Linked DNA regions of Hordeum vulgare: region 1 is linked to region 2. The links are chromatin contacts, called in public Hi-C maps. All regions are on one chromosome and are shown on one strand. Each heading gives the region's core, a stretch centred on a gene start, on an enhancer-like site or on the middle of the called end of the contact. The rest is flanking DNA. Distances are from core to core; before and after follow the strand shown. Region 1 holds the start of LOC123412761 (alanine--tRNA ligase, chloroplastic/mitochondrial). Region 2 holds the start of LOC123407729 (alpha-mannosidase 2).

Evidence for each region. A called contact is a pair of places that touch in the nucleus more often than the background predicts.
Region 1: a Hi-C map of leaf shows a contact between it and region 2, with 4 times the contacts expected there. The contact joins the promoter of LOC123412761 here to the promoter of LOC123407729 in region 2. A contact is called at or near these places in 3 of 6 Hi-C or Micro-C datasets (leaf and seedling) and 1 of 1 datasets of contacts at active chromatin or transcription factors (embryo).

What each region holds. Positions count from the first base shown.
Region 1 is chr7H:104,521,414-104,527,559 of MorexV3_pseudomolecules_assembly, forward strand. LOC123412761 (alanine--tRNA ligase, chloroplastic/mitochondrial) reads left to right here and starts at 2,934. Exons shown (of 11, transcript XM_045105696.1): 1 at 2,934-3,458; 2 at 4,381-4,559; 3 at 5,318-5,396; 4 at 5,821-5,955; 5 at 6,062-6,146. The coding sequence starts at 3,060.
Region 2 is chr7H:104,192,930-104,199,392 of MorexV3_pseudomolecules_assembly, forward strand. LOC123407729 (alpha-mannosidase 2) reads right to left here and starts at 4,263. Exons shown (of 4, transcript XM_045100928.1): 1 at 3,564-4,263; 2 at 3,321-3,470; 3 at 2,426-2,458; 4 at 1-1,794. The coding sequence starts at 4,154.

The sequences.
Region 1 (6,146 bases), core at 1,684-4,183, 330 kb after region 2:
AGTGTGTCAGGTTGCCAAGTGGATATAATGGAAATTGTAAAGGAAGTGACTTGCAGAAGTATGCCCCAGGTAGTTGGAGTTCCTGCGGTCAGCACACACTCCTCAAGGCAGTAAATCCAAAAATTACCTCGCCGAATAGTTGAAGCCCCCTTGAGCCTCAGGGGCGCCTCACGAGGCCGGGCCCCCGACGCCCACGCCTGCATATTGGTCGTCGCAGATGATCCATGCCGCTAGCATCTCGACACGGTGTTTGACTCGTCCTCCTGAGGCCCGTGAGTTTGGCCTCGCGTAGTCTTTTCGCGGGGAAGGTGGCTGGTGCTGCGCCCCGCAGCTTGAGGGCGCCCCCCGCCCAGGCCCCTTTTGATCCCGGCTCAAGGAGGAGACCCCAATCGTTCTTCACTCCTAAGGTGGGTAGGCGCCCCGGGGGACGCCTGAAGCTCTTCCTCATTAGGAGGATCAAACAGTGTCGCGTACTCTGGCACGTACGGCTCCATGTAGGCGCTCGCCCGTCTCCCGCGGCCGGTCATCAGTGCGACGGTGGCGGTCCCTCTTGGTGGTGGAGGGGGACCCCCCCTGCCGTACTGCTCGGAGATCTTTCTACGACAAGCCTCCGCGCGGAGCCGCTTGTTCCTGTTGCCGCCGTGGGCTGGTCCTGGCGCCGCCCAATGTTGATTCCCTCCTTGGTGTCCCATTGTGTCTCCGTAGTCGTAATTCATCTGTGCCATCGCCTCCGCCCTCTGCTGGCTGCACCGGAGGGAGCGTTCATGTCTATCCGCCTCGGGCTGTCGATGGCCGACCTGGTCTCGGTGATGTGTGCCAGCGTGCACGTCGGTCGTCCCGCCGTTCTCCTTGCGTCCCTGGTGGTTGTCGGCGTGGCACGCTTCAGGGCTAGTCGCTAAGTTTGGAGAAGGTGGAGGGCAGCGCGGAGCGCATCTCTCTCGGCCTCGCCCAGAGCGGGCAGGGCCTCGAAGTTGCAGGCTCGGGGGCCGGCACGCGGTGCGAACCCCCGGCGCCCGGCGGCTGTGGTTCTGAGGATGCACCAGGCTGGATGGCCTTCTGAGCAATGGCGATTAGCTCCATGACGTGGTCCGCCCAGGCGTCGAAGCCCCCTGGTGTGGGTCGTTGGCAGAGCATCTCTCTTGCCATCCGCAACGCTCGTGCGCGCCGAGGTCTCCCAAATTGATGCGGCGCACTGCAGGTGCCCGGGCCGCCGCCCAGCCCCCATGCGCCTGGGTGGCACGGGTGGTCGTCATGCTGGAGAGGATGTTGACGGCCTGGTCCGAGCCGCCTGGTCCCGCGACACCGGTATGCGAGCCTCCAGCCACTGTGACGTGGCGGTCGGAGACCAACTCGACGAGGCTTGGAGAAGCCGGTTGGTCGCTGGCCATCGGTGCATCGGTCTGGGAAGGAGGAAGCTGGAAGCAAGCCTTCACACACCCCCTACCTGGCGCGCCAAATGTCGGATTTCGGGCTCCGCAAAACCCTAAGGATTCGAACACTGGGGCGTGTATGAAGGTCTCTCCCTGCTCCACTTCGCCTAGTCCGCTACTCGATGGAAACGGCAAAAAACTCACTCGAAGGTGAGGTGAACTCAGTACACAGTAGTTTACCCAGTTTCGGGCCGCTGCGAAGCGTAAAACCCTACTCCTGCTTTTGGTGGATTGCCTCTCACGGAGGTTGATGAACGAGGTCGTACAGTGCTCTTGAGCCTCCGGAGGTCAAGTGGCTTGGTGTGTTGCTCTAGGGTTACAATGATCTGATCCCCCATCTCAGGTATCCTACCATCTCTATTTATAGTGGAGGCCAGGGTCCTCTTCCTTATCATAGGCGGGAAGGGATCCCACAACGGTCAGTTTCGGTGGGAGACAAGGGAACATGCTTCCCCTGTCAAAAGTGGTCTTCGGCTGCAAAGCTGCTGCCAGCACCGCAGAGGTGAGCACGGGGATGACGTCCGTCCTGCCGGCGGGCGACCAGGGTCTTGTTGCACCGGAAGGGGAACCTTTAGGAAGTGCCTTTGGAGTCCTGATTCGCTCCCATCTCCTTTGCACTAAAGGGGAACTGTCCTGTCCTCGCAAGGGCCTCAACGGGTCTTGACGTCGCTCTTCCTCGCGAGGCTTGGCCCCTCGCGAGGGCCTTGTTCAAGGTGGTGATGTTCCTTGCCGACCTTGTGTTGATGAAGTGGGCCAGCCCTGGGTCGCAGACATGCAGGCGTGGGTACCCCCGTTCCCAGAACGCCGACACTACTCATTGGAGCCAGCTTTCGTGAGGATGGAACAAACTGAACACCGACAATGAGGATGGAACAGAAGGAGCATACATGATTGTGAGGAATAATGAGGGCAATGTCATCCTCGCATCTTGCCGATTCCTTCATAATTGTTCAAGTGCCCTGGAAGCTGAAACAACGACGTGTGCGGAGGGCATTGCCTTTGTGTTAGAGTGGAGTACATAGCATTTTATCTTCGACACGAACTGCAGTGTCACCATTGATATATTATGCGACCATGACTTGAATCCCGATGACTGCACTTGTCGAGAAATTAAAAAGAATCCAAGCCGATACATCTACTTTTGCATGTATGTAGAAATTAAAATTATGTAGTTCATGTATGTAATGGTAATTCTTGATGAATGAAACACCTTTTTTTTTGAAAAAAAGTGCCCTAATCTTTTACTCCCTCCGTTCCTAAATATAAGTCTTTCTAGAGGTTTCATTAGTAGACTACATGCGGATGTATATAGACATATTTAAAAGTATAGATTCATTTATTTTGTTTCGTATGTAGACATTTAGTGAAATCTCTTAAAAGACTTATATTTAGGAACGGAGGGAGTAGTATATTTTTTTAGAACACCATAATCTGCTTATTTTTTTAGTAGTACGGCCTGTTTTCTTTTCTCGACGCAAAGCTATAATCTGCTGGGTGAAACAGAAAACCGAAGGAGAGATAAGGTTTGGGCCAGCCCAGCCACAGCCTCTCCCTCGCTCCCGAGCTCAGCTCGCCTCCCCTCCGCCTCACCTCGCCGGCGTCGCCCGCTCCTCCCACCCCGCCGCCCTCATGCTCCTCCCAATGCGCCGCCTCGCCTCTCCTCCTTCCCTCCCAGCCGTCTACCCACACATCTGCCCCGCGCGGCGCTCCCTTGGGCTCCGGCGACAACATGGCCGAGGGGCGCCGGCGAGGAGGACGTCAGCGACGCCTGTGGTATGCTGCTCGGGTTCCCTGCCCGTGGCCAGTCAGTCGAGCCAATCGATAATGACCGGAGCGAACCCGGTGACGGCGGCGGGAACGGAGGGATCATCCGAGTGGAGCGGGGACGCGATACGCCGGCGTTTCCTTGATTTCTACGCCGCCCGTGGCCACAAGATACTCCCGAGCTCGTCTCTCGTGCCCGATGACCCCACCGTGTTCCTCACCATAGCTGGGATGCTTCAGTTCAAGCCTATATTTCTTGGCAAGGTGCGTCCGCATTGTTAGAACATCGATTCCTGAAGTTTTAGTGGTTTCTGAGAAATTGGGGAATGTGGCGAACAAGGATAGTCTTCACTTTTCGTTTATATATAGTACTCCACAAACACAGGAATAGAAATCACTTAACAAATTTCATGTCATGGCATATTGAACCCTACATGAACTAAAATCACAAGAATATGTAATACAAGTTGTTTGGTTGCACCACGTGAGAAATGTAGGAATTTCCTTGGAGTATTGGGTGTGTCACATAGTTGTCATAGACACAAAGCAAAATTTCAGTGGAAATTTGTGCTTTGTACTTGCATCCAAAATAGCGGACAGGAAAATTTCTTGTGGTTTCCAGTCCCTCAAATCAAACAAACCTTACATGAAAAATTCCCAAGGAATAGAATTCTCCAAAATTCCTACTAATCAAAGACGCCCTTATGTTTCAGTCCATTAGCACAATTCTTATCGTTATTTGTTTTCCATAACAATAGTGATGTCTAAGTTCAATTCGATTTCTAAGTCGTTTTACTCGTAGTAACAGGTGAGGTTGCAGCAAGCACTAATCACTTATATGTGGCTAACTTACGAGTACAAGAATAAGAAGAGTGATCTACGCATAAACGGACGTGATTTACTAATGATCAAGAAGTGACCCTGAATACCTACTTACGAGTCATTCATAACCCCACCGTGTTCTCTTCCCGAACTCCCTCGAAAAGAGACGGCCACGGTTATTCACGTGGTTGGTGTATTTTAATTGGGTTTACTTCAAATTTTCTATAACCGGATATTATAAAGTTTCCAAGTTGCCACATAACCGGGGAAGGAACTTCATTGTTGTTCCTTATACACACATTATATTGCAGTCTGCACCTGTTTGATTTTACTACATGATGAAGTCCATTTATTGTTACTTTAGGAACCTAGGCGTGTACCATGTGCCACCACCTCCCAGAAATGTATACGGACAAATGACATTGAGAATGTGGGACGCACATCCCGACATCAAACCTTCTTTGAGATGCTTGGGAACTTCAGCTTTGGCGATTACTTCAAGAAGGATGCAATCAAATGGGCATGGGAGCTGACAACCAAGGAGTATGAACAATTCCTTTATTCCGCATGCATCATGATATCCATGATGGTAAACTCTAAGCTGTTTATCTAGAAAAGATTGCCATGTCTCCGCTTGTTATCATAGAGATGTTGTTCACACATTTCAATCCATTATTATGTTGGATGTGATCTTTGTCACTTTGTGCTATCCAAATACATTATTATGTCAAGCTTCAGCTGTTCTTAAAATGCTCTTATATTACCTCAATGATGTTACTTGCATTTTAACCATCATACCAGGCAAAGGAATCCACTTTACTCCACTGGGTTTTTATGGGTAGTTAGCCCCCTGAACCTTTTGGGTCCACTTAACCTCCTGAACTTCTTTTTGGTCTAGTTAACTCCTGGAACTTATAATAATTAGTCACTTCATTGTTCACTCCTTGACATCACATGTGGATGCCAATGCCATCTTCTACCTGATTCGTGCTCAATATGTATTGATTAGTCGGCTAGGCCCACCATGTCGTAGAAAATGATGTCAGCATTCATGTGTTGGAAAAATCACTCCAAAACCAGCCTGGGGGGAGGGCGTGTGAAATAATCTGGTATTAGAATTACAATAATTTAAGAGGGGGGGGGGGTTCAAAATTTGTGTTACTTGAGGAGGAAAGTGGACTTTTCTCTTACTATGTGGAATCTTTAGAACATGCTATGAGGCACCACACAACATCATTCCTGCAATTCCTTTTCATGTTCTTCTAGTGCTAGCATTCATTTTGTTTGTGAAATTTGTTTAGGTATGGATTGCCCCCAGAAAGATTGTGGATTAGTGTATTTGAAGATGACGACGAGGCATTCTCTATTTGGCTCAATGAGGTCAGTTATGTAAAACTGCATATTTCTGCAATTTTGCATACCTTCTCTTTTTATTTGTTACTGCATTGATAAATATATAATACGTTTAACCACATCTCACTGCTAATTCTCATATTAATTTGAACCTGTGCATGGTTAAGAATTCACGAGATATATCTACATACAAAAAACCTTTAAAATCCCCAGAAAAATATGCAAGTTTTCCATAACAACTCAGTTTTAGTAAAAAGAGAGTAGAGATTCTGTTTAATGAATTTGTGATTTTTCACTAGTTATTTGAAATGTCAGACTTGCACGTTTCTTTTGAGAGGTGTAGGGATCGTGTTTGGTATCATGGTACATGACACTTGAAAGATATATTTTTCTTCATTTGGTATTTTGTTAAGCTTATAGGAACGAATTTCTTCCTGCTTATTCTATCCAGGTTGGTGTACCAAAGGAAAGGATAAAGAGGATGGGCGAGGATGATAATTTTTGGACTAGTGGTGCAACTGGACCCTGTGGACCATGTTCTGAAATGTATTATGATTTCCATCCTGAGAGAGGATCCTTGAATGCGGTATGTAAAGATTCTATGGCATATATGGTTAAATGTTCAGTATTTTCTATTCTGTATGGAGTTCTCCTGTAACTGAAATTAGTGATGTTCATATAGTTGTGTGCAGGATTTGAATGATGATAGCCGATTTATCGAATTCTATAATCTTGTCTTCATGCAATACAACAAAAATGATGATGGATCTCTAGAAC
Region 2 (6,463 bases), core at 3,013-5,512:
AATGCGTGTGCTATGTGAGAGAGGCGACTTATCCCACTCCGTCTTTGGAAGGGAATGGGCTTCTTGAACCAAGGGCCCTTCAGTTAGAATGAAATATCCTCCTTCCTTAACAATTGGTCGTGCTTCCCCAATAGGTTTGAACAGGTATGCCCCACTTCCACGACTGCTGTACATGGCAATTTCTTCGCCTATCTCAGTCTTTTCCCCATGTTTGTGACGAGTGACTGTCTGGAGGAGGCCTTGACTTACATCAAAAGAAAGAGTATGATAAGAATTCTTCATCTCCACAGTTTTACCTTCAAGATTTGAACAATGATATGGTTCAGGGCAAGAAAATTCTTGGGAAGCTGTGAATGTTTTTACCACAGCAGGAGTAGCCTTTTCACAATCCTGGCCCACAGCCACATAATAAGTCTCCAAACCCAGTGCAGGAACAGAAGCTCTCCAATAAAGACGGTGCCGGCCAGTAGATATCTTTTCGCCACTGACATACTGCCACTCAGGGGAAATTTGACATTTCAAACAGGACCCAGTTGAATTGAGAACAGATACATCAGGATTGCTTACAACAATCATAACAATCTCATCCCTTGTTTGCTCTAATGGGTTAAAAAAGACAACAGAATGTGTCTTCCCTTCATGAGGCTTGAGAACCCTATGCACAGGTTGAACATCATACTTCGCTCGTTCCTGCACCGGCTCAAAATGTGATAAAATTGTAGGATCAGATCTATCATGGACGTCTCCCAAAAGCACTTCGACTGCCCTTGACATAAATAGCTGCAAGTCTTGCAAAGAAGTGTGCATTCGAGTCCCATAATCCACTACGACATGATCCTTAGCTGTGCCAGTTACCCCATCATGATGCTGAAAAAGTGCCAAATTCCTTCTTGCTGCTGTTAGTTTGTGAGAGAAACTGATGGGAAGTTTTGCACACTGAAATTTCTGACAGTATCCAAGAACAAATGAACTCAGAATCTCTGAGGCACGGAGTGTTTGCTCTAGAACGCGATCAACTGCTTTGAAGAATGGCCTTGATACATAGTAACCACTCCAGTAATCCTGATTTCTATCAGCATATGTAAAGAAATCCCCTGAAAGTGTTGGAAAACCTTGCAGCTCGACAGAACCAACTTCACCAGGGCGTGAATAGTTTATCTTTTCAGCTTCATCTCTCAGTGTAGAGAAGTAATCCTCCAGGGTTCCAAATTTGACTTCAGCATTTAGATGGGGATTAGAATTGATGTAATCAAAAAGCTTTTCATAATTGCGGAATTGTGCTTCTGCTTCCTCGGTATTAACATACCGGAAGTCATCCCCTAAAGGAATGAGAAGTGTATTTGTTCTGTACAGGGTTGACTTTTTCCTGTATTGATCCAGAAGTTTCGTTGCTCTCTCTTGCACATTGTTCGAATCTGTTTCAACTGGATCATATCTCCATGGGCAAGACTCATAGCTGAAACCACGCATTCGAGCAAAGTCAAACTGACAGCAGATAGCTGGTTCTGGTCCACAGGTGTGTGGTATGTCATAAGAATAGAAGGGCATCATATGAACAAATATGTCAGTCGTTTCTTCGATATCCCAGTTCTGCCTCCACAAATATTCAAGATTCTGTTTGCTCGCAAGCTCCTTTTTCAGCTCATAGTGTGTTCGCTGGATCAACATGTTATGGAAACCCATTCTCCTCAGTAGATAAGCCATGGTAGATGAATAGCCAAATGGGTCAATGGACCAAGAATTCTTAGGAATAACTCCAATGGTATCATTGAGCCACATGTTCCCCTCCATCATCTGAGGTGAAAAAATTAGGAAGATCATAATATTAGATTGCAATAGATAATTGTTCCAACCCATATTATAGTAATAACTAATAACCAGCACTAGCTATTTAGTCTACATCGCAGGTTGGTGAAAGATTAGATCAACTCTCATAAGTTTTGAACATCAGGTTTGAGTGCAAATAACATGTGGTTTGACTCGGACTAGAAATGGCTGATTGACTTGAAAGTTCAAAGAAACAATGTGGTATAACAAAAACTATCATAGCTTAATGCAAATGTAAATAGGGAACAGAAGAAGATTCATTGTCTAATTCCAAACTAATGAATGTATTTTTAATATCTTTTTGTCGCGGTGTATAGCAGTAAGCAAGATCTGAGTACCATCTTTTCGCATGAGCAAAAACAGCATGGTTATAAATAGCATGAGAATGCATCGATAAAAGACTATCCCTACTGAGGTGTTTTCCCAATATGTACAGTCCATGCTTTCCTATATTTTCTGTGCAGCGAGATACACAAGTCGAAAACACACGCTTAATTCATGCATGCGGTACAATTGAAGGTCATAACACGGTATATTTAGCATTAGGAAAATCTGAAACATAATGCAAAATATATAAACATGATTTAAGTATACTTGCCTGCTCTATGATGGCAAAATAGTGGGAGTTTGCCTGCATTTAAGAAATGACAGGATTATAAGTACCTTATATTTAGAAAGAAATAGATTATGTGGCAAAATCAAAGCTCTGATGAGTAAACTTGTCATGTCTGAAGACAGGATTAAACCAACATACAGAATTCAACAACTTCAAGATACAATAAGTAACGGGTCTACAAAATACCAGTAACAGATTATTCATCAAATGCTCCACTTATATAGTACTAAATCTGTCCATTTAGATTATTGTTCTCAAGGGATAACAAACAGACATAGTTCACCATGCTCTACTTAGAAGTTTTATCTTATTAAACAATGACCAACTGACACAAAAGAGCTCGCGGCAAGACGAAAAGTATTGAAGGCAAACATATGTGAATGCTGTTTGTGATCCTTTAGCTATGGTGTTAAATGTTGAATCTCCTCTCCATGTGCCCTCAGAAGTCTTGTGTTATTAAACAATGACTGGCTGACACAAAAAAAAAACTCATAGCAGAACTAAAATATTGAAGGCAAACATATGAAACATGCGATGGGAATGCTGTTTGTGATCCTTTAGCCATGGTGTTAAATGATGAATCTCCTCTCCATGTGCACCAAGAACATGTACTCTTAGACCGACCAGTATATGACATGGATACATCATGTAGATGCAAGCATTCGAGTATAGACAACAGCGATCAAACATAATATGCCCAAAATGATTGGTAAGCATCAAACGAGCAAGTTCAGTGAAATGAATAAAAATACATTCCATACATAGCCTAGCCGCAAATAGCAACATCCATGACAGAAATAAACAATACAAGGAAACAGAAACTTATGTGATATACTCGTAAAACCCTGTATAAACCACAAGAATTTGCTCATGTCACCTCATCGTTCATGACCCAGCCGCCACTGACAATCTCGAGCTGTCCGTCGTGCACGAGCTTGGCAAACTCCTCCTGCTTCTTCCGCGGGGCGTCACGCCACCACCTCTCCAGGTACGACATCTCCTCCCATATGAATTTCCTGCGGGGATCCTGCACGACGGGACAAAAGCAAAATTCGCCGTCAGAAATCAAGCCCAAGGCCCTGACACGGCATCGGGCATGGGCGCGGAGATCTGGACGAACCTTGGAGAGGGATTCGATGATGGTGTCGAGGATGTGGCGCGACTGGCGGTCGTAGTACTCCTCGACGGTGTGGATCCAGCCGGGGTCGTTGTGGGAGTGGGGCGCGACGAAGACCTTGAGCTTCTCGGCGTCCCACTCGTCGCCCTTGTAGGTGACCTCCCACCCCTGCTTCCACGCGCCGCCGTCCACGTCGTCGAACTGGATCCGGTCGTAGAGGTCCTTGGTGGTGATGTCGACGGGCGCCTCGCGGCCGGCCCTGGCGGCGACCGCGGCCGCGGCGGCCTCCGCCGCCACGGAGTCGCGGCGGAAGGCCGGCCTGCGGGTGAGGCGCGCGCGGGGGCGGGCGGGGGACGGCGCGGCGGACCGGGAGGAGGGGAAGCCTAGGCGGAGGAAGGCGAAGAGGAAGAGGAAGAAGAAGAAGGCGGCGGAGAGCTGGAGGACGCGGCGGGAGGAGGAGGCCGCGGCGGGGTGGGGGCCGCGGCGGCGGGTGGAGGCGGGGGGGACCTTGGCGCGGTGGTGGTGCGCCTTCGGCTTGGATGTGGTCGGGAGGAGCGCGCCGGTGCGGCCGCCGCCGCCGGAGAAGAGGTGCATCGCCGCCGGCGGGAAGGTGCTGGTGGTGCGGCGACGGGAGGAAATGGCGAGTGAAGTGACCTCGCGCCCAGGGTCGCGGCGGGGGTCGTCGTTTCGATTGGTTTCCTCCGGCCCGGTGATATTTCTGGCTGGGTGCTCCGTTAGTGCGCATAAGGGCGGTGGGCCCCCCTCGTGGAGTATCGGTCACTGACAGGTGGGCTCTCCGTCTTCGGGTTTGTTGGCTCGGGTGTTTGGTGGCGGATTTTGCAAGTCACGCGAGGAAAGGCGATGGAAGGAAATGTGTTGCGGAGTCGTTCTGTCTTTATTGACTTCATTAAACAAGTAAATTATATGGCCGATGTTTCCAATCAGTCGGATAATTTTAGCGAATAAACCGCCCCTGAGCCGTCCGATGAAACGCTTCCAACCGCAGGATCTGGCAGCATCCATGACAGCATCAACAGCAGCAGTTTCATGGCAGCACCCGCTGCACCGACGACACTCCATTGCAGCGTCGGAGAAGCTTCTACGGCCCATCCGGCGTTTCATTGAAATTCTAACGCGTTTTGTTACAACCTCAACGGCGCTTCGTTGCAGCCCCGACGGCGCTTCGTTGCAACCATGCGTGCCACACTGTAACTTCGGTACCGTTGATGCTTCATCGCAACTTCCACTAGCCCCTTTTGCTTCACGAGCTGCAGCAGCCTACCAGGTAGTCTGCAACACCACATCGTCGGCGATGATCTATCTTATGTAATCACTTTGTGCGGTGTGTTTGTTGGGATCCAATGAATTATGAGTTTATGCTCACATTATTTATAAAATATATTTGAGTCTTTTTTGAATTCTTATATGCTTGACTTTGATAGCTTGGTAATTCTTTCCGATCTATTGATTTGATTTGGCCAACTAGATTGATCTATCTTCACCCGGAGAGATGCGTTGTAGTGGGTTCAATCTTGCGGTGCTCAGTCAAAGTGATAGAAAGGGACATGACATGTATTGTATTCCTGCCACTAAGGGTAGAATGATGGGGTTCAATCATATTAAATGGATTTACTTTGTCTATATCATGCCATTATCCTCCAAACATTATTTTGTTTTTACTTAATACTCTAGATGCATGCTCGATAAAGGCTAATGGGTGGAGTAATAGTTATGTATGCAGACAGGAATCAGTCTACTTGTTTACGGTCGTGGTGCCTCTATGTAATGATCATTCCCATGAATAAATATTGCATAATTATGCGTTTTTTATCAATTGCATAATAGTAATTTGTTTATCCACCGTATGCTTTCTACGAGAAAGAAGCCTTCACCGAAAACTATGGCCCCGAGTATATTCACATAAATATTTACAAAAACTTCAAATACCTTGTTGTTATTATTTACTTTTTATTTATTTTTTATTTATATTTATCAAACTATATATCTATCACTACTTATCGCTTGCAAATAACGAGCTCAAGGGGACTGACAACCCCCTTGCCCGCATTGGGTGCAAGTGTGTGATCTTCTGTGTGTAGGTGCTGAAGACGGGAAATTGTGTGGTTCTCCTATTGGTTCGATAACATTGGTTTTCACTGTAAAAAATACTTATCTTTATTGTGTTGCATCATCCCTCCTCCTCGGGAAAACACAAGGCAGGTATTATGTATCAGGAAGGATTTCTTGTGTCGTTGTCGGGGATTGTCATTAATTTCCTAACAAGTACCTACTCACAAATTATCATTCATTTGTTCTACTTTTTACTCTTGCTTGTTTACTTGTTTGCTTGCTATACTTGCTAGTTTACTTGTTTCCTTGTTATTTTGCTAGTTTCGTCATTATGTCTCACGGTAATACCAAATTGTGTGACTTCTCAAATACTAATAATAATGATTTTATTAGTACTCTTATACCACCCGCCACTAGTGTGGATTTTTATGATATTAATGCTACATTGCTAAATCTTATTATGAAGCAACAATTTTCGGGAAGTCCTAATGAGGATCCCACTTCTCATCTCAACACCTTTGTCGAATTATGTGATATGAAAAATAAAAAGGATATGAATAATGATGCTGTCAAATTAAAAGTATTTGCCTTTTCGCTAAGAGAAAGAGTTAAAGCTTAGTTTTCCATCTTTACCTCGTAATAGTATTGGAACATGGGATACGTGTAAAGATGCTTTCATTGCCAAGTATTTTCCTCCCGCTAAGATTATTTCTCTTTGTAATCAAATTATAAATTTTAAACAACATGAGTGATGACCGACAAGTATAGGGGATCAATCTTAGTCCTTTCGATAAGTAAGAGTGTCAAACCCAACGAGTAGCAGAAGGAAATGA